Regions from separate parts of the Mus musculus genome. Here regions 1, 3 and 4 are each linked to region 2. The links are chromatin contacts, called in public promoter capture Hi-C maps. All regions are on one chromosome and are shown on one strand. Each heading gives the region's core, a stretch centred on a gene start, on an enhancer-like site or on the middle of the called end of the contact. The rest is flanking DNA. Distances are from core to core; before and after follow the strand shown.

Region 1 (5,113 bases), core at 558-3,057, 780 kb after region 2:
TATATATATATATATATATATATATATATATATATATATATATACATATATATACATATTTCTCAAAGGTCTTGTTACCTAAATGTGGGCCTTGCCCACTGCCCCGGTGCTCTCCAGGATAAACTACTTGTAAAAAGTAGCAGGTAGATGACTTCTCTTGCCAGCACTCACTAAGGAGCTGTGGGTAGTTGGGTAGTTGCTCGGGAGGGATGGCTGCCCTTTTCTGAGGATGTTACCACTGTGGATTCCTGTGCCTCACACTCATGCTCATATGAGCAGCACTAACTGGACTTAATGGGTTACAAAAAAAAAAAAACAAAACAGATATGAAGCTTGGAAGGAGAGATGTAGAAAATATGGAGGGAACTGGAGGGGAAACAATGAGGAGTGAGTATCATTGTATACATGTATGAAATTCTCAAAAATAAAGAAAAAATAAAAACTTACTTCTTTGCCAGTTTAATATGTAAGGTCTTAAGTAGAAGCAATACTCTACAGATGGAAAATAACTTACTGTTGTTTGGGAATAATTTTTTTTCTGAAATAAAACTTAAGGAAATTTGGTTAAAAATGGTGTTTTTTTTTATTCTTTCTCTTTTCCATATTGAATAAAGAACTGAATAGTCTCATTGATCAAGTCAATAAAGAAAAGCTAGAAACTTACATTTATTGCTTTACAATATAGTATTCTTACCGAAGTAGTGAAAACACAGTTGGAGGGAGCTGTAATAGCTGCCATAATGCATTATCATAAGCTTAGTAGCTGAAAACAAATTTATTGCCTTATATTTCTGTAGTTCAAACGTCCAAAATGGGTCTCATGGGTCAAAAATCAAGCTGTAGGCAAGACGCTGGGGCATGGTCCCTGTGCTTCTCACAGCAGCTTCTACAGGCTGCCTACATTTTCTTGGCCTGTAGTTCCCTTCTCATGCTCAAAGGCAGCCACAGAAGTGCTCTGCCCTGCCACAGTCAATATGTGTTTTATTGATTCAATACTCAGGTCTTGGCCACTTATTTCCCAGGGGGAAGGACTTGTTTCTCTGCAGTTGTTTGTTGGTCCACAGAGTCTCCTCCTGCTGGCCCAGTCTGCACCACAGGGTGCTGTTTGGTTGTAGATCCAGAGCCTGCACTTCCTTCCCTGTAAAACAGGCTTTCAAGTCTTCTTTCAAGTGTTCTCAGTGGCACTGAGAACAGAGGCTGGCACACAGCTTGGCTTTAGAAGAGCGTGGATCCCATGCCACCTGTCAAACAGCTGGGGAAACTCAATCCTCAAATGCTCCAGCTGTTCCAACCACAGCTTTCTTCTTGCTGTGAAGGCCTTGAGCCCTGAGCTTGGCCACAGCTGTACAAGTAGCTGCCTCCCGCCATTGCTCCAATGGTCTCTTCCACTTTTAAGGGCCCTTGTGATTATATGGAGTCTACTCAAATCCTGAGGATAGATAATCTTACTCCTTTAAGGTAAAGTGTTCACAGATATTTTATCTGTTATAGTCATTCCCTTATGCTGTGAGGTACTCAAACCCATACTTCATGGATTTGGCCTGAAGAGCATGTTTTGTCTTGTTTCACCTACCCTCCCATATCCACATACTGTGTCCCTCCCAACCAACCGCTCCCAGCTCTGCCAGGGCAGTGGGAAAGAGCATCAATGCTACATCAGTGAAGAGGTCTGAAACTAAATAAGGGCAAGCTGTAACAATATATCTCTCGTTGTTCTAGGTAAGGACTAAAGGAGGGAATGAATCTGAGCTAATCTGTAACTGTACCTTTAATACTGTCTCTTTCCTGGGAAAGGCTGTAAAGCAAGGTGAGGGAGATTCTCATTGGTGCATTTAAAGACAGCTCAGTAGTAGGAGCAGAAAGAAAAATCAAGAAGGCACGGATTTCAGTAGTACAGCTGTAAGGAACTGATTCTACCAACAGGCTGAATCATCCACTGAAGTGGATTCTTTCCTAAATCCTGCAGATAATAACTCAGTCTGCCTGTTCCCTAGGAGTCTGACTCTGAGCAGGGCAGCCAGCTGACTATGCCTGTAATTCTATTACAACAACACAACAACCACAAATTGTTTTATGCCTTAAAGTTTGTGGTACTAAGTTATACAGAAACAGAAAATGAATAAAGGATTACAATAGTATCCCAGTTGAATGTGATTTAGGATTTCTTAAATTTCTTAAATCAGAGAATTTTCTTGTTTCCTCTCATTCTGCCTTTCTCTACAGCCTCGATTGGCTTCCTCACCATGCAGTTATTTCACTGAATGTAACTGGAAAATGCAATTTTGTCAGATTAAAATCTCCTCTCATATCATTTAGAGCTATCTCTTTCTTTCCTCCCTCACTGCTGGTTTAAGAAGCAGAGATGTATGAATCTTGGGTACAGTGTACACATGTTTGAGTTGGAGGATCAAACCAGAAGATTCAGATTTCAAGAATTAAAGCAACAATCTGTACACGCTGAAGAGACTCAAATATGTTTCATTCATTGCATCTAACTATCTGGAAACAAGGAGCCATGACAAAACAGCTGAAGAAAAGGGAGAAGCTGTGTAGGCATAAATGCCTGAACTCTTTCCTATCTTTTATCAATAAACATTACTAGAATGTAATGCATTTGAATTCATGCTTTTCCTGCGGAAACTCAGCACATTGACTTCTGCTTTTTGACACCACGCCTGAATCTTATTACCAGTATAGGGCACACTGTGGGAAGCATGCTGAAACTTTTTAAAGTACAAAAGAGGATTGCTCTTCGTTAATTAGATATCTGGATTATGCAGATGGGTCACTTTATGATTTATATGGTGTGGTGTGAACACTATTATATGCTTGCTGATAGCAACACCTAGAAAATTTAGTTAAACTTCATTTTGCTTATAGTCTATTAGGGAAAGGAATTGGTGTTAGGTTAAAAAAACATATCAGACTGGAGCATTGTGGTTGAGGGTTGGAAGAATGTTCTATGGATAAAGAACTGTAGTATGTCTGATGGTTAATTCAGAAAATGATGTTGTCCCCAATACAGTTCAACAGTGCTCTAACACCATGCAGCTATGTGAAAATATTGGAAGGGAGTGATTCATATGCCAATGTCACCATTGAAAACTGATTATCTTCTGCATTTGTGAAAACCATTGGAACTGGGTTAAGAGAGAGGCATTTAAATATAGATTTGAGCCAATGGAGACAATGGACTTTATAATGAAGGGTTAGTCTGTGACCATAACTCTCTACTAAATATGGAAGAACTTTTTAATAAAAAGCTAGTACAACAACAAAAACTTAAAAGGCATAACTGGAAAAGCTTCAAAATTTGGTGATCCAAGTGAATTACAGCTGAGCTTCTACCTATTTTTATCAATGTCTTTCCTGATACTAAAGCCAACACTAAAGAAAAACCATTGCAAAGCTATTATGTCAAGTAATTAAACATTACTTCACGTAATATATCTTTATGGGTTTCCACTTCTTTGAGCTATATCTTCTCTACGTGTGCAAGTATGCTGAGGGAAAATACTACATGCTCAAATGAAATAAAGGACTTCAGTGTATGCTCATAGGATCTTGTCAAGTAGCCAACGACTTGCCCTTTCATTGTGAGGGACTAATGTCAATGCTGTTCTAAAGAAAGACACTTTTCATAATCACTCAACAATCTGATAAGTGAAAGCATGTGCCCGGGCTGAAGCGAAGCCTGCCAGGGGTCTCTGCTGAATGAGAAGCATGTGCTCACACTGTGCCACGTAATACCCCATTTACCCCCAAGTCCAAAGGTTAGAGGACTAATAGCTGCCTTGTGGTAATCAGGAAAAGCAAGACACTGGCTCCGGTGAAACATCTGGGACATATTTTACATACTTGCAACATATGCTTCAGGTTCAATTAAAGTGAGGCTTTGGCACATTTATTAATTTCTTTACTTTTATCCTGTAAGAGGACCCACTGACCTGACCTGACTATTATGCCATATGAGAAAACACAGAACTAATGAGTGCTATGGGCCAGTACTTGTTCATATGGTAAAAAAACACAATTGTTTTCTCATGAAATTCCTTTATGCATGACTCAATACACAAACTTTAAGTGAAGGAACCAATGAAAATTTTACAATAGGAACTGACTTTTCTCCCACTGATAGCTAAACTAACAGTGCTTACTGCTGTGAGAACCAAGCAGTGGGCACAGGAGGTAGTGAATGGATGCTTGCAAAATCCATTCTTCTACTTTTCTCTTAACAAATAAAGGTTATAAATTTCAAGATGCCTTCTCTAAGAGAACTTAGAAGTCTATTGCAAATAACTACAATTGATATTTCAGGTTCAGACACAATGGTCATGCTATCAATTTCATTATGGTGATAAAAGGGGGGGGAAGAGGACCCCACCCATTCAAATAAAGAGCTGGGTTATAAATAACAACCAGCTCATAGTGAAAACACACTACTTGTCTATATCAGCTACAGACAAATTCATTTGAATTTACACAGTAAATGAAGCCCTCACTTTCAGTCTACTTTGATAACTAGATCTGAAAAGGTGTGAGAACAAGGGTGTCAATTGCAGATAGCCAACCTCTAGTTCACTGTATACACAGTGCCTGAGAGTTGGTACTTTTATCCAGACATGTTCAGTCATCTGTATTTTGATAACTGGTTAACTAGGGATGTCTGCTTGTTGACTACACCTACCTTCTCTATTTAAAAAATGAACAAGGAAAGGGAAAGACATACAACACCAACAAACTGTCTAAAAATATATAGGGTTGGCTTTCAGCAAGGAGAGATGAAAGCAGTAGACTTCACTGCAGTTTCTATTTATTAGCATTTCTAGGGAAACGCCTGCTGCTGGGATGGGTCTTTATGGTGGCTTTAATAATAAAGCAGCAACAAGCAAGGGAGAATGGCCATAAGTGGATGGCAGCTCAGTCTTTATCAACAGAGAAGTTGATGATTCAGAGCTGGCATGGTGAGTTAAAGTACAGGCTCTCCACAGCTCTCCAACTGACCTTAACAATAAATCAGGCCAGTTATTGCCAGGGGTGTGTGTTCATGTTTTTTAACTTTAAAACCAAGCACTCCTCTCTCTCTCTCTCTCTCTCTCTCTCTCTCTCTCTC
Region 2 (5,297 bases), core at 1,875-4,374:
GTTATATGACTATGGCAATTACCCTTCTTTTAAAGGTTTCATGAGCTGGGTGTGGTGGCACACACCTTTAATCCCAGCACTCCGGAGGCAGAGGCAGGCAAATTTCTGAGTTCAAGGCCAGCCTGGTCTACAAAGTGAGTTCCAGGATAGCCAGGGCTACACAGAGAAACCCTGTCTCGAAAAACCCAAAAAAGTAAATAAATAAATAAAAGTTTCATGAAGATCTGGACAAAAGTTCACAACATTGTAAGGAAATTACAACCCTGTGCATGGCTGGTGGGAAAGAAAAATTGGTTAGTCATTGTGGTGCACAGTGTGACAATTCCTTAAAAACTTAAACATGGAATCACATTAGTCAGCTTTCTGTTATTATAACAAACACTAAGGTAGTTAGCATATAAAGAGAAAAGGTTCACTATGGCCAACAATTTTAGAGGGTTCAGTATGTCTTTAGTTGGCCCTATTGCTTGTGTACTTGTGGAAGGAGCACACTATGGTAGGAGCAGAAAGGAGCACATGGCAAAGCAAAGGGCTCACTTCTAGCCAAGAAGCAGAAACAAAGAGAGGAGGAAGGGGCTAAGGTCCCACTACCCTCCTCAAGGGCATGCCTTCGATGATGAAAACCTGTAAGCAAGACCGAATGGAAACCTCTGAGCACGACCTGATTCTTCCCCGTAGCACTTCTCTGAGGACGTAACCATAAAAGATGAGCATTCAAGATGTAAACTATTCCAAATTTTCATTTAATCAGCTTCATTTAAGGATATATAACCAAGAGAAATGAAAGTAAGGTAAACAGATGTTTGTGCACACAGCTGTATCATTTACAGTAGTAGCCAAAAAAGTAAACAATTCAAGCATCCACAGGTAAACAAATACATAAAAACTGATACATTTATACAGTGATTATTATATTCAGCTTTTAAAGGAAGGGCATTCTGACATATGCGATAACAATTGAAACGTAGGGACATTGTCCTAAGTTAAATAAGCCAGTCACAAAAGAACGAATGCTGTGTGAGTACACTCATATGATATGTCCACAATAGTCAGAGTCATAGACACAGAAAGAAGCTCCATTGTTGCCAGGGGCTTAAGAGAGTTAGCAATGAGGAGATAGTATTTAATATGTTACAGAGTTCATCCAGGAAAATGAGAAAGTACTGAAGACAAACAGCAATGATAGCTATTCAACAACATGAACATCATTTGCATTACTGAAGTCTTGAAATTGTTGTTGTTTTTCTTGTTGTTGTTGTTGTTGTTGTTGTCAGAGATGCCTCCTACTGCCCAACTAAAATATTTTATTAGGTACATTTTACTATAATGATAAAGAAAATGAAAAGTAAATTTGGTACAGAGGAGAGACATATTCACTAAATACTGACACTATTGGGCAAATCCAATCTAACAAAAACAAAGGGCAACATACATGACATTAACTGACTAAATGTTGCTCTTTATTGAGCATGGAAGTACCTTTACATGTGTACTGACCCTAGATTCTCCTCCCAAAGCTAACTAAGTTGGTGATCAATAAGCACAAACTATCATAAATGTAACAAGTCACTGAATACGCCTTCTCCAGACTACTAAGCCCTATATCTTTATTACTCCAGTGATAACAAATGTATTTCAACCTTAGAGCCTTTGTACTCAACTACACCATACCCCCCATAACTGTGGAATCCAGTTCCTCACTTAATTTGGATCTGTACTCAACAGCCCCTTCTCTCCTCCACTTGCTTCGTTTTTTCCTCGCTACCTTTCTCACTCCTGTTTATGCATCTGCATGAGGATTGATCTCCACCCACCACCAGTCCAGAACTTTCTGTATTGTTCACTACTATCTTCGCCGAACACAGCACATTATCAGACATACTGTTAGCGGCTAGTCAATACAAATAGATGAATGACTAGATCAATGCTCGAAGCTTTATAAATTCTATTTCCCTCCTGGCCTGGATTCTGTTCTCTATGTACAAGTGCAGCTGTAGTCTCGGCCAAAAAGCCATTCCAGGCAGCCCTTCGGTTCTCATCTCTTTGACAGGTTAAGGGACCAGACTCCGAGTTTAAAAGTAGGAAAGCTTACAAAATGCACCATACCAGTGCATACCAGTGCAATGACATTGAAACCCGAATTTAGCCTGCTCTGACTTAGTCTGAGAATGAAAAGGGGTATCTGTCCCTCACAAGAAAGGAAAAAGAATAAGGAGAAACAGAATACTTTGACAGTGCTTTAAGACAAGACCAACCATGAGCTTTAAGAGCACCACCACAATGGAGCTATTTCAAAACAAGGCAGTAACTGGTCCAGGCCACAGAACTTTTTCAATGCAGCTTTTTTGAGAATTTGGGGAGAATGGACAGTACGAATTGTCTCTTAAATATAGCCCAAACACTCTTAGGCAGAAGTTACTTGACTCCAAAGACAGACACTTTGGGAAAATGAGAAGCACGTGATGTGGTCTACTTCAGAAATAAGAAACTTACAGACAAATGTACACATCCTACTAACTACACATGATACAAGTTTTTGAGGGCATTTTATAAGCACACTTCAATGTTTGCTATTAATGCATGCCACAGCTTTGGTGGTTGACAATCTTTGCATGAAAACAAACAACTAAAAACAACTTCAACCAGACAACTGCAATACTGTAAGTGGAGGGTCTCTTCCTCTATCTAAGGTATCTGGTGAAAACCAGAGCTTCAGGGACTCAGACTCAGGCTAGCCACCCCAGGTCACACGTGTTCCTCCTGCCTGGAGAGTGGACAAGGCAGGTGAGGCAGCCCTTTTGCAAGATCTTGCACATAGGTAAGAGAAGTGACCCAGAGAGGACGCGTGGCTTCTGACAGTCAGGATCCCGGCGCCAGCATCCCGCCCGAGTCCCATCCAGGCCAGCCCCTCGGGGTCTCGCCCCTGCGGCGGCTGGCAGAGGTGGCCAGCGCAGTCCTACCTGAGCTCTGTCCCCAGCTGCAATGCTGAGAGGGTAGGTGCGAGGAGGCGTGGCCTTCCAGATCTCTGGGCGAACTCCCTTGCGCCCTGGCTCGGACTTTCTCTCTCAAGATCCGCGCCCCGACCAAGTTCGATTGCACTTCCGGGTCTGCAGGGAATTTAAACGTCATTACGCATGCGACGGCCGCGGCGCCAAGAACCCGGAAATGGGCGGAGCGAACCTCTACATCTGTTCCTGAGGCTCAGAGGGCAGTGTGTGTGTGGTGTGCGTTGTTGTGGCATGTCCCTGTCGTACGCTGCTATTCTAAACTATCCTAAAGCCTCGTTCTGAAAGAGGAATTTCAATATTCTCTGTGATGCTGGCCTTAAGCGAATTCCCCATGTCCGTCCATGGTTCATGTAAATTCACCCCACCCTTGATATTCAAGTTGAGACCTATGTTTGAAAAATTGTATTTATCACAAAATTAAGACAGGAAGTTAACCCTAATATCCTATTGAGAGCTAACTCAAATGAGAAGTATGTTGGTGTTCTGTTTATCCAAAAAAGGTCTAAAAATCCTTCTCTTTAGGGTAGAATAGTGGTGAGCAATAGACACAAATGATTTTAATATTTTATATGGTATTCTGATGTTTTCTCTGTTTTTTAATCCCAAAACCATTATTTTGCCAATTAAGGTCAAAGCATTTACTAAAGACACGAAGCTATGACTGACACCTCGGTAACTGTGAGGAAAGGCTGGTAGCTAGCAAACCTATATTTGTTATATTACCAGACAGGGAGTTCCAGAATTCTTGAAAGTATATTGTACCTCACTCCCATAATTTGTATCTCTTAAACTCAACTCCTGCTTCCTTCAGAACAAAGAGTGATGCAATTTATTGGCAGTGTGCTCTTACCCACTAAAATGTCAACTGGATGAAAACAGTGATTTTATCTTGCCTTTTAAGTATCCTCAACCAGGACAAGATGCCTGTCACAAAATATACAATAAACATCATTTGAATAAATTAATATCTATTCATTGCACTATTTGGAGAAACTTAATGGGAAGTCATGAGGGCAGTAAGGACATGTATGGATGGAGAAAAATGTAACAGGGTGTTCCTGAGGAAAAACATAACTTACTGAAATAAGCCAAGAATGCCTGGGTGGAGCCCATAACATTACAAAGTTTAGGGTTTCATTTCAGGCTGCAGCTCAAGTGGCTTGTAGGGTAGAACTTACAACTGAAGAAAAGCTTTGATTACAGTAAGCAACTTGAATTTTGTGTTTCAAACAGGGTTTTTTAAATCATGAAAAGCAACATAACATTTTCATTTTGATAGAATGACCAAAATAAACAAGCTCATTAAAAATAAACCTGAGGGGGCTCAAGGGAGAGTTCACATGTTAAGAGCACTTACTGTTCTTCCAGAGAACCTGGGCTGGGCTCAACAAATGCCTACAACTTCAGTTCCAGAGAATCCAATGCCCTCTGGCCTTTGGTGAGTTATATACACAAGTGGCTAACATAAGCTCACACAGGCACACACAAATACATACAAAAATCAAACCTCCTATAAATGGATAATCCTTGTCTAACCTTGAGGAGAAACATTGGACAAAATATGTAACTACTGCTTCTTCAGTCAATGTCACAATAAAGCATACATTGAAACTATTTACAGCTTGAAATCAGGGATGGCAATTCCCCATAAGATATTTTATTGTTGAGAAGTGTTTTGGCTATCCTGAAGTTTTTGTTTGTCCATATGAAGTTGATAATTGCTGTCTCCATGTCTGTGAAGAATGGTGTTGAAATTGTGGTGAGAATTGCATTAAATCTGTAGATTGCTTTTGGTAAGATGGCCATTTTTACTATGTTCATCAAACCAATCCATGAGCATAGGAGATCTTTCCATCTTCTAAGTCTTCTTTGGTTGCTTTCTTAAGGAATTTGAAGTTCTTGTCATATAGATCTTTCACTTGCTTAGTAAAAGTTACACCACGATATTTTATATGATTTATGGCTATTGTGTAATGTGTTGTTTCCCAAATTTCTTATAAGCATTTTTATCATTTATATAAAGGAAAGCTACTGATATTTTTGAGTTAATTTTATATCCTTCCACCTTGTTGAAGTTGCTTGTCAGTTGTAGGAGGTATCTGGTGGAATTTTGGGGGTTGCTTATGAATACTATCATATCATCTGCAAATAATGATACGTTGACTTCTTTCTTTCCAATTTGTATCCCTTTTATCTCCACTTGTTGTCTAATTGCTCTAGCTAGAACTTCAAATACTGTATTGAATAGATAGGGAAAGAGTGGGCAACATTGTCTTGCCCCCTGATTTT
Region 3 (5,215 bases), core at 197-2,696, 950 kb after region 2:
CTAAAACATTTATGCTACATCACCCCAGGTGTGAATCCACTTCTTTAATTGATAGTCTGACTTGCTTTTATCATGATCAAACTAGCCTTAGTATTGAGTTTTCATTTATAAAATAATCTTTCAAAAATATGTGACCCCCGCATTGAAAAGAAACAGCCAAAACAAACAAACAAACAAACAAAACAAAAACCCCAAACCAACAACAACAAAACAAAAACAAAAACAAAACAGAATAGCCCAAGCCCAAGCAAGGTGGGGTGAGGGAGCTTTGGCCTCTTCTCTGCCAAGCCTGTTTCCATCGAGAAGGAAGGGGAAGGACTGCATAGCATGGCCTGTGACACTTGACAATATTCAAAGTTGGAAATTTTTCCCAAAGAAAGAAATGCATAAACAATAACTTGTCACTATGAAATCAAAACGGAAAAGAAGAACCTCATGGAGGCGGTAGCTAGAGCAGGAGCCAGTGGGCTCCAGAGCCCCGCCCCCTTCATTCTGGAAAGAAGTGAATGAGCAGGTTCCACTGTTATTATCTGACTCCCAAGACAGGAACTGTTTCTGTAAACTACGAAAAGCAGTGAGTGTTCATGTAGCAGCTAAATTCTAACTTCCCAAGGAGAGAGCTACAGTCAGAGATACAGCCACAGTGGAGTGAGTCTGAGACTTGCAGATATACACTATGACTTAAGCTGGTGGGAAGCTCCAAAGAGAACAAAATAACTTTGAGTAAACTCTGACAGTCATATTTTTCTGAAGGGCACCGTGCAACAAAGATCGTCTTCCATTTTACAAGCATAAGGTGAAAACTATTTCTTAAATAGGTTTGTCAGAATCATTTAAATAAAAATGAAGAGTGTAGTATGTTGGGTTGGGTTCCTGTTTTTACTTTGACTAAAATTCCCTTTACTCTGAGAATTTACAATTAAAAAGAATTCTCTTTGGATTGTAAATTCAGTGGCTTGGAATGTCTTTGAAAAAATGTCGAAGAAAGATTCTTTAAAACAACAAAACCCTCCACATACCATGCTGTTTTTCAATGCATGTTTCCACCCATTTTGTTGCAATACACATATGTAACTGTCAAAAAATATAAAAGTAGGCTTTGTAATCAGAACACAATTCCTATCATTCAAGTGGTCAACACAAATAACCTTAACGCTGTAGAGAAATGTCACAGAGCCTCAGAATATATTTTGCTGTGTTATCAGATTAACATGGATCTGCCTCACTTGTGTTCTTTCTTTTTAAAAATTCTGGTACTCTTTACAGATTCATGAACTCCTAAGGGATTCCAAAGAACATCGTAGGGAGTTATAGGAAATAAAGCATTTTATGCTCACAATATGCTTTGAGAAAACAAACATTATCGCAGGTCATTTTCCAGCCTTGAATGTGTTCTTTGTTCTTCTAAGTGTCTCATGTCAGATGAAATTCCTCTTTCCCAACTCCCATAACTTTGTGCACAACAAATCTGACATCTGGAGAAAATTTCTGGCTATCAATTTGAACTTGCCTGTCCATCAATGAGGCAAACCTGCCACCTGCTGGTCATTCTTAGAATCTATGCTTTTCATTTCTAGGCGAGTGCTGTAATGATTGTAGCTGGTGATTGTCTTATTTCCCCCTTGTTCCAAAACCGTCTACATCTTGAGCAGCATTAAAAACAGTTATGGGTGTGGTTGTTTTTGAAATAGGCTGTTCTGTACCCAACACGGGCAGTAAATCTGCTGGGAAGCATACCCTGGCCCTTCCTTTGACTTGCCCTCTGCAGTTGGTGAGGAAGAAGGGGTTTCTGTCATGGAATCCACACCCTAGCAAACATAAAAAAAATTCTAGAAAAAAAAAAAGAAGGTTCCTTCCTTCGAAACTGTAAACATCACTGGCAACAACCAAATTTAAAGAAAACATTCTTTCTACAAAACCTTGCCATGTCTAAGGTAAATGAAACAGCAGTTTGCACAAACCTTCCAATAAAGTCATCTCTTTTCCCAGCATCTTTGTCCCAGGCAGTGATGTCCATGATCCCACCTCTTTCTTCATAGAGATGGAAATCAAATTGCTCCCTCCACTGAGGGTTCAAAGTTTTGGGCATAATCTGGAAAGCAAAAAAAAATATTGTATTATTAATAGCAGTATTTAAGAATCAATTTGAGACAAGGTAGAAAGTCTTAAGGGCGGTAGTTCATTCAACCAAAACTTCGGGTGTGTACATGTATTTCAGTCAGTAAACCATCTTTGTTGCTTTGTTGTTATAGATGTGTCCAGTAAAATCAAAAGTAAGTCCTTGATTGTCTTACACAACATACACAAAAAAATGAAATTCAAAGGCAAGGTAGCCTGTCCTTGAAATAACTCATTTGGATACTGACAGTTATTCAGTCACAGTTTCTGTCTGAAGGAAGAACACATAGTTAGTTATCTTGTAATAAAAGAAAACGGAAATACCCAGAGTTCCTGTTTCTCCTTACTCCTCATGCCCCTGGATGACTAAAGTGCATGAAAAGCAGACAGTGGGCTGTGTGGGAGTGGAAGTAAGTAGATTTGGGGCAGCTCAGCACACTTTGTCTTTAGTATTTAATGTTGCTGTGCTATTCCACTCCACATACAGGGAAATGGCACATATGTGTGCTCTTCATGTTGCATAAACAACAGGACCTTAAGACTGAAATTTTGTGATTTCAAGAATTCAGAGAAGATATCTAGTAAACTAGTAAACTAATTTACCTACATTAATGTGCTAAATATTCCATTTAGCATTTGGTTAGGCTGAACTCATTTTGTTTCTTTGTCATTCCTTTTTTAAAAGGTCAAATATAGTGGCCTTTCCTCTCTTTAGTATATGGCTGACAGATATTTATATGTGAAAAGTTTGAAAGCAATGATGTATGTATATGCAAGGGAATGCAAATGAATCACAAGTTTAAAGTTCATAATCTGAATTTAATCTACAATATATCATGGACAGGAAGATCAAATAGAGACATGTGCCCATAGTGGGGTTCATATTTCATATCTAAAGAGGAGAATTATAAAACTAAGCATAGTATAACATGCAAATTGTGTCAAGAGAAAACAGAAGTGGCCATAGATACCTATGTTTGGAAATACTAGGTGTTTTAAAATTCGTTCTTAAGCTCCTGGTGACAGACATAGATGGGTGCTGTGATAATTCAAATGTCCTTTGCAGCTTAGATGAACTCCTTCGGCATTTTGAAACATGGAACAGTTTTTTAAATCTGTTCCTAAACAGATTAACTTTTTAGTGTTTGATATTAGGATTCTCTTTTCCATATACTTTTCTTCCAGTTAAAAGTTATATCTAAAATTTCCGTGTGGGCTTCCGTAAGGCTACCAAACACCACTGTCCGTTAATGAGTCGGTTTTGTATACTCTGAATTAAGTACTGATGAAGACTTTCTGTGCTAGAAGGAAATAAGACAGGGTGTTGACACCCCCCCAAATCTATGCAGATGAGTCCACTAAAGGCAAGAATTTTCTTTTTTTTACAAAAAAAGAATGTGATCTTTATTATTTCAGGATGATGGAGCACTCATCCCAACCCGTCTGTAAAGGCCAAAGCTGTCAAAATTACACATAACAAGATGTAGTCCTGGACAGTAAGTCTTTGTCATTCTCATTAGCTTTATAAACGTTATAAATAAAACGTTTATATAGCTTTATAACGTTCTACTATTACTTAATATATTACTACTAAGAAAAATTGTTACTTTACAAATATTACTACAGCCACTGATCTTCCTCCTTCTGTTTTTAACACTTACAGGGCACTTAGGATAACAGCAGTCATCTAAGCCCTTTCTATGCCTATTATACATTTATTTAATCTCTTCAATAACTTACTTAGGTAGGGATAATTTTAGCTCTATTTCTGCATTGCTATTGTTCATGCCTCATAGCAACAGAAGCATTTGGCTCTTTGTTTCCTAAAAACATTTAAATGTCCTAGATATGATATGGACATTTGCAATCATGAACATATGGTAGGTGGTGGTCAGTTTGGGAAAAATAAATGCTTAGCAGGAGTGGGTGGGGAGAAAGAAGAGAAGTGAATTGTAATTGTAATATATTTTATATAACTATAATACAAAATTTAAAAGTTATGAAATGAGTAAATAAAGTGCAAAACAATTTTTAAAAACTCCTTTGGTCTCTATTGGTCAAAGTCAGATTGGATAAAATGATTCATAATAATTTGAGAGACTTTCACATATGCAAAATCATGCATGTATCAGAGCTGGTCTATGTCGACACCCTTGGTGTTTTCTGTGCACAGATGTTTTGCTCTTTCTGTTTTTCTTATTGTTTTTGCATAGATATGTTATGCTTTTTCTGTTTTTTATGCTTTTTATTTTTTGTTTTGTTTTGTTTTCTCTTAAATGTCACAACTGTGCTGAGAGTAGGATCCTGTGTACTAGAAGAAGACACTGAGGGAGAAGAGCAGGGTGGTTCACTCCAGGCCACCTGGCACCCAGACCATCAGCCAGCTTTGCTTTCAGGCATGTTCCAAAGTTCTCATTTCAAAAGGCATTCAACATTCACATCTCCTAAAGTCTGGCTAGTCAGAACCTTCCCAACAGAGACAGGAGCACAGATGGATGGAGACTTACCTTGCTCTTGTACTTCTGATGGCCAAGCCGGAACTTCACATATGGATCACTCAACCCATTGGAATCCATTGCTTTGAGATCTCGACCCTCAATCAAGGTGATGCTGACTATTCCTCTCCAAAGGTGTGATTTCCTGTGCTGGTCGGACAGGCGTAAACTTTGGGTCTGAAACTTTGGCAAAGGAGAAATAAGTTAGCTTACCATGTTTTAAACTGTAATCTCTGAGTTGGTCTGGTTCGTTTTCCTGTTATAGTTTTCCAAATAGAAGTGAGTTAACTATGATAGTTAAAAGAAAACATAATTTATGGAGTATTATGTATTAATTATAAAATTATTAAGAGATTAGGAATTATCAGCTCCTGTTAAGTTGAGGGGTGCCCAAACACTGCAACCTCTCATCTCCTTTAAAGATAGAGATATGCCTTTGTCAAAGGGAGACAAACGAAATGAGACAACAGCTACGCTGCCCTATTAAATTCTTAATGGTTTAGCTTTTAGGGGTTAGTTTTCTATGTTAGAAATGGTTTCCTCTTATGACTTTAAGCTAAAAGGTTAGTTGAAAGTAAGCCTTAGAAAAAAATTAAAACTGT
Region 4 (5,239 bases), core at 2,714-5,213, 910 kb after region 2:
ACCTGGAGAAATCCCACGTCTTTTAGGTTGTTAAATATCCTCAGTGGGCTCTGAAAAATCCAAACATGGGCATTAGGGGAAAAAGCAAAACAAAAGAAGCCTCAAAACAATATGCGTAGAAAATACTAAGTTTTCTCAACATGTTGTCTCAAGGGTCAAAGAGTCATTTGTGTTTTTCCAATACAAATTATACTTCTTGTGTCAGGAATGCACACATATGCATGTGCACATGAGAACATGCACTTGTGTACATGGTCATGCACATACAATTATGTAATTAGGGATGATGATATTTTGAAAGAAAAATACCACAATTACTACCTATAAATAACCTTCAGTAGATGCTGAGCAATGAGCTACAAAGCAAATCTCTCCAATGGCTTCTCTCAATGTCTTCTATTAAAGTACCTAAAAAAAACTTTCATCTGTAAATATGATAGCTTGAAGATTATAATAAACAATGTTCTCTTAACTGATTGATTATATGACACTCTTCAGACATAGGGAGTTATTGGGAATGTTAGTACTAAACAAATTATTTTTCTACCATTTTATTCTTAGTGTTTAGATGAGGAATAAATTATCTAGAGACTTTGCTAATAGTTACTTCAAAGACTTACATAGTTATCTAAAACTCCTAATGGAGACATTTTTAAAAAATAAATCAAGTTGAAAAATAAAATAAATTCAAAGGTAGTGAGGAACTTTTCTTAAGTTTATATTTGTATTTGCTGTAATGTACAGAATTGTGAACGTTTTGATAGAACCAGATAATAAAAGCTAATTCACTTAACACATTGACTGTGGTATCTTAATAAGCATAGTGCCTGAAGAAACTGAAGGGGGAACACTAACGTAAATTGACCTAGAACTCTAAAGAATGAGTAAATGCAACAGAATTCTAGAACAGTGGCATGCATTTGGTTTACATTTCATTTTGGTTTTCCTATGGTAAGGCCACTGCCTCTAATGAGCACATTAAAGACAATTTCGCACCTCGTTTAAAATGTTTCATCACAACATAGTTTAATATGCTTCTGCATAAAAAAAACCCTTATCTATCAAAATGTTGCTAGAGTAAAAGCAGTCTCATTAGTGTATTACTTGTGTTGGATACAGGCAAACCAAAGCTTGTACAATAGGAACTTTATCAGTCTTGGATGGCTAATCGTTATTTACACGGAAGCTATACCCTTGGTATTCTGAGAGGAAGAAAGACAGATAAATGTGTATCTCACAGCATGATTTTCTAAAACAGTACTCAATACAAAGATTACCTCTTAATCTCTGCTATAAACAACTGTTTATCACCAAAATTTTATTTAAAAGGCTCATTTGGTTGGATTTAGTTTAAATGCACTTGTGTCTCTTTTTAAATCCCTACAAATCAAATGTTTATCAATGGGGACCTTAGGTAGCAGGGCTATGTATGGTTCTGATGTTTCCAGGTAATGCTATGTCCCACAGCACTGATAAAATTGGCCCAGGGTCTTATCTCAGAGCTCACTCAATACATTAAACCTGGTAGGAATTCTCCCCTAATGACGGGGAAAAGTTTGATGGAAAGGGTTTGGCACTTTAATTTTTCCAGGAGTGATTGAAACCAAATTTCATTGTGACTAAAACAAATATTATCAGTCAGAGTCATTTCGCTCTGGGATGCTGAGGGGACAGCCACAGCCACACTGAACTAGGGTTTCAGTTCTGAGCCCCAGGTTCACATTTAGAGGGAGGGCTGATTAGAGTCTGAATGATTCATTCTCCCAGTCACCTGACATTTGACAATTTATTGAAATTTCTATTGTTTAGACCAGTGACACATAGATTATAATAAAAACTCAAAGAAAAAGCAAATAATATTAGTTTAAAAATTAATTTTATGAAAAGCTTTATCAAGGGTTATTCCCACATAGTTATTTATAGATATTTTAGGAGGTCTCAAAACCTGTGTGGTTTTTGAAGCTAGAAATTTCCATAGCAGAGGAATCCATGATTTGCTGTGAATCCTTTCAGCCCTCAATAGATGGGAAAAGATTGAAATGCTCTGGAGAGGAGCCTCTTTATTTTTTTAATGAAAGGCTGTATAATATATTTTCTCTATGGCTGCAGCAGCTGTCAGAGAGAGCATCGTGGTTCAGCTCTATTACAGGAGAGGCAATACCCCATCCTATGGCACAGAGATGCTCTGAGGGGCCAGAGCTGATTGACAGCTTGTCACCATGACGTCTTATTCCATCTCTGTTATGGAGAAAATTAATGTCACAGCACCAGCCTTATGACTTGCTGTCATCTTAGAGCCGCTCACCTTTTATCAATGCTCTAAATAACATTTCAAGCCCAGCGTCTCACGGTGGACAATCCGGTCAAGGGACATTAAATCAGATGACTGTGAAATGTCATAATAAAAATGGAATGCTAACAACTTCTTCTCTAAACCAGCTCCTCTGGTTTTTAAACTGTGACAAGGAGGAGCAGGGGTTCAGCAAACCCGTTCTAAAAAGGTCAAACAGCAGCTCTTGGACTACTACCCATTACTACCCGCCCCTATTGACCTTCCCTCTTCCCCTCCCTGCAAAGGCGAAAAGAACAAGAAAATGGAATTAGCCACCTTTTCAGAATGTGCTGATCAAATAGTAGCTCACACAGGAATGTCTGGTTAATTCGTGGGGTTTCCCTGTTGAGCAGTGACAAGATTCTCTAGAGCTGTTTAATATCAGAGCGGGGCAATTCATTACTTTCTCTACCCTGACCAGTACCAAATCTAAACGAAGTCAAATTCTTAAGTTTAACCTCAACTTTAAATATGCACACACGAGTACACACACACACACACACACACACACACACACACACACACACACACACACACACACACACACACACAGCATGCGCATGTATTTTAGAAGAAGAAACGCTGGGATAATCCACTAACAAGTTGCTTCCTCTATATGTTTCTTCAAAACAAGGGATATTTTAAACCCAGTATAAAATCCATTCATTTCATAATACATAAAGTATAAAATCCTTTAAAACCGCCAAGACGTTGCTCTTTGTCCTTGCAGTGCGGTGAGTTAACACTAATATAGCGCATGCGCTCTTCTGCATTACCGCTTCTTGGCAAGTATGTCTCTAGAGGGAAAAAGGAAGACCTGTGCCTGAAATCCAGGGTTACAACAACGCATATTTAAACATGATTTAGCTTTTAAATAACGGAATATTTATTAATGGAATGGAAATAGAAATAGCTGTTTAAAGTAAATCTATTCAACAACAACAAAATAATCAACAATAGGTAGATTACTTCTAATTATGCAGAGAGCACTATCATTTTCATACATGGACGGTATCAAAATAGTGATCCAGTAACCACAGACTGAAAATGCCCAGATGAATTTTCATGTTAAGATAACAATTAATTCCTTCACAGTAGTTTTAATTCAGATGGCTCATTTCCCAAAAAATAAAGAATATATTTTAGTAGGGTATCAAAATGTGAAATTGTTTCCATAATTGCAATTCTATATTAGAAGATACTACACAAAAACTTAGGTGCTTAGGTGGTTTAAAAATATACACTCTTTAGCCCTGCTAAGTCACCTCTCTCTATTAAGCCGTTTATGATAATACTATTGGTGGATGAGTTGTACAAGCATTAGCAGACAGCTGATTCAGTGGAGATAGCCAGAATAAATTTGCTGAGGCGGACATCCTGCTAATCTGTTTGAAGAATATTGTAGAGCATTAGCACCAGCACTTCATGTTATCTGCACAGCCTGATAAGGTACATCTTTATTAAATTCAGTTATTGAAAGGATGTCAGTCAGCAAATAGGAATATTTTTTAAAAAGCCATTCTTTGTTAGTCAGAGCTTGGTTTCATGGCTGAGTGTCTAGAGGAGCTGTCTAAACACCTGGCAGTGCTGTACAATACAAGCTTTGTGATTTTAAGTGGAAAAGCTTTCCCCTAGCTTCATGGGTACCAAGCCTTCATTGAGAGACAATGGTGGAGCAAGAGCTCCCCTCTCTGTTCATTCAGGACAACTACACGGAGGAAAAGGTATCCTGAAAGTTGCTGGGAAATAGAAGACTGGACTGACTCTTTGAAGGAGATAAGATTTGAGAAGGGTGATTATTTATTGGCTCTCTATTCTACTCTTCCATCCCACCCTCAATCAGTGGGAAGGAGGCTACCTTTTAATTGCATTTTACGGTGACTTTTTAAGTTGAAGAGGTGAAATTAGGTTTTCTCGTAAACATCACTTGTGGATATTGTTCAGGTCCCAACCTCTCAGTATGCAGTAACCTCATTTTAGATTTAGAAAGACAAGTCTTCTTTGCAATTACATAGAACCAAGGAGTAACATTAAAATGATATATAAATTTGAGTTTCCTTTATGGAAAGTTTTATACACACACACACACACACACACACACACACACACACACACACGATAAAAATCCAGAATATGCTTTGCAATGGGTTTTGAAGATGACCAGGCTATAGACATCAATGGGCAATGCCCACTGTAGCTCCTGCAGAGCTACATGGTATCTGCATGAGTCTGTCTTTTACCCCTCAAACACTTCCTCTGAAATATCCTTGTCAGTCTCTGTCCACTGTTTACGTCCTCATATAGTCACACTGGATTTGGAAGGAAGATCATTCATACGTACATATCTCTTTAATATCTCTTCCCGCTCCTTCTGGTCCTCCATGGAATTGACAGAGAGGTCAGAGATACAGACTGTGGCCGAGGCTGTCAGAGTGACAAGCAGAACCAGGTGGCCCTCACCCTCTTCCAGATGTAACTCCAGCTTGTGAGTTTGCTCCCTACTGAGGGAAGACAGGTCAACCTGGCACCTAGAAACAAATGTTTTGAATTAGCAAGTGGCAGTTTTCACCACATCAAACAGAAATGGGTATGTTGGAGTCCTGTGAAAAATAAAGCGATAGAAATACTATCTGAGCCAGTAAAAGAAAATCAACTGATTTTCTTCACAAAATTCTGGCCTTGGCAATAAAGCTGTTACCTTATTTCCTGTAATATACAGACTTAGGAAGTTGGAATATTATATCCTCTGATACACGATTCATGAATTGGTGGAAGTACTTGGACCAATGCAAGCTGAAGCAAACTACCAAAATCCTGAATTTCTATGCCACTATTTCCATTATGACTGATCCTTCTCCCAATTCATAAGTGTCATTGAAAAGTAAATAGAACATTTAGTATAAAGAG

The links. Promoter capture Hi-C pulls out the DNA fragments that hold promoters and counts their contacts.
Region 1: a contact with region 2 is called in a promoter capture Hi-C map of the HPC-7 cell line, with 7 times the contacts expected there. The contact joins the enhancer-like site here to the promoter of Fam172a in region 2. A contact is called at or near these places in 9 of 39 promoter capture datasets (the 3T3-L1 cell line, the C10 cell line, the HPC-7 cell line and 4 more).
Region 3: a contact with region 2 is called in a promoter capture Hi-C map of hippocampal neurons, with 3 times the contacts expected there. The contact joins the enhancer-like site here to the promoter of Fam172a in region 2. A contact is called at or near these places in 5 of 39 promoter capture datasets (the C10 cell line, cranial neural crest, hippocampal neurons and 2 more).
Region 4: a contact with region 2 is called in a promoter capture Hi-C map of second pharyngeal arch cranial neural crest, with 4 times the contacts expected there. The contact joins the enhancer-like site here to the promoter of Fam172a in region 2. A contact is called at or near these places in 8 of 39 promoter capture datasets (the C10 cell line, the HPC-7 cell line, cranial neural crest and 5 more) and 1 of 115 datasets of contacts at active chromatin or transcription factors (astrocytes).

Annotation. Positions count from the first base shown.
Region 1 is chr13:76,926,900-76,932,012 of GRCm38.p6, reverse strand. All of the region lies in intron 17 of Mctp1 (multiple C2 domains, transmembrane 1), which reads right to left. Among named protein-coding and RNA genes, the nearest start is that of Slf1, 210 kb to the left of the region's middle. Within about 2 kb of position 1,807, at least 3 of the 459 cell types and tissues checked have an H3K27ac peak or open chromatin away from gene starts, as enhancers often do.
Region 2 is chr13:77,706,517-77,711,813 of GRCm38.p6, reverse strand. Fam172a (family with sequence similarity 172, member A) reads right to left here and starts at 3,124. Exons shown (of 10, transcript NM_001163419.1): 1 at 2,961-3,124.
Region 3 is chr13:76,756,567-76,761,781 of GRCm38.p6, reverse strand. It overlaps Mctp1 (multiple C2 domains, transmembrane 1), which reads right to left. Exons shown (of 21, transcript NM_030174.3): 7 at 4,626-4,796; 8 at 1,962-2,092. Among named protein-coding and RNA genes, the nearest start is that of Gm24519, 150 kb to the right of the region's middle. Within about 2 kb of position 1,446, at least 8 of the 459 cell types and tissues checked have an H3K27ac peak or open chromatin away from gene starts, as enhancers often do.
Region 4 is chr13:76,800,980-76,806,218 of GRCm38.p6, reverse strand. Mctp1 (multiple C2 domains, transmembrane 1) reads right to left here. Exons shown (of 21, transcript NM_030174.3): 9 at 4,674-4,860; 10 at 1-50. Among named protein-coding and RNA genes, the nearest start is that of Gm24519, 200 kb to the right of the region's middle. Within about 2 kb of position 3,963, at least 46 of the 459 cell types and tissues checked have an H3K27ac peak or open chromatin away from gene starts, as enhancers often do. A contact at or near this core is called in second pharyngeal arch cranial neural crest, where this site is marked.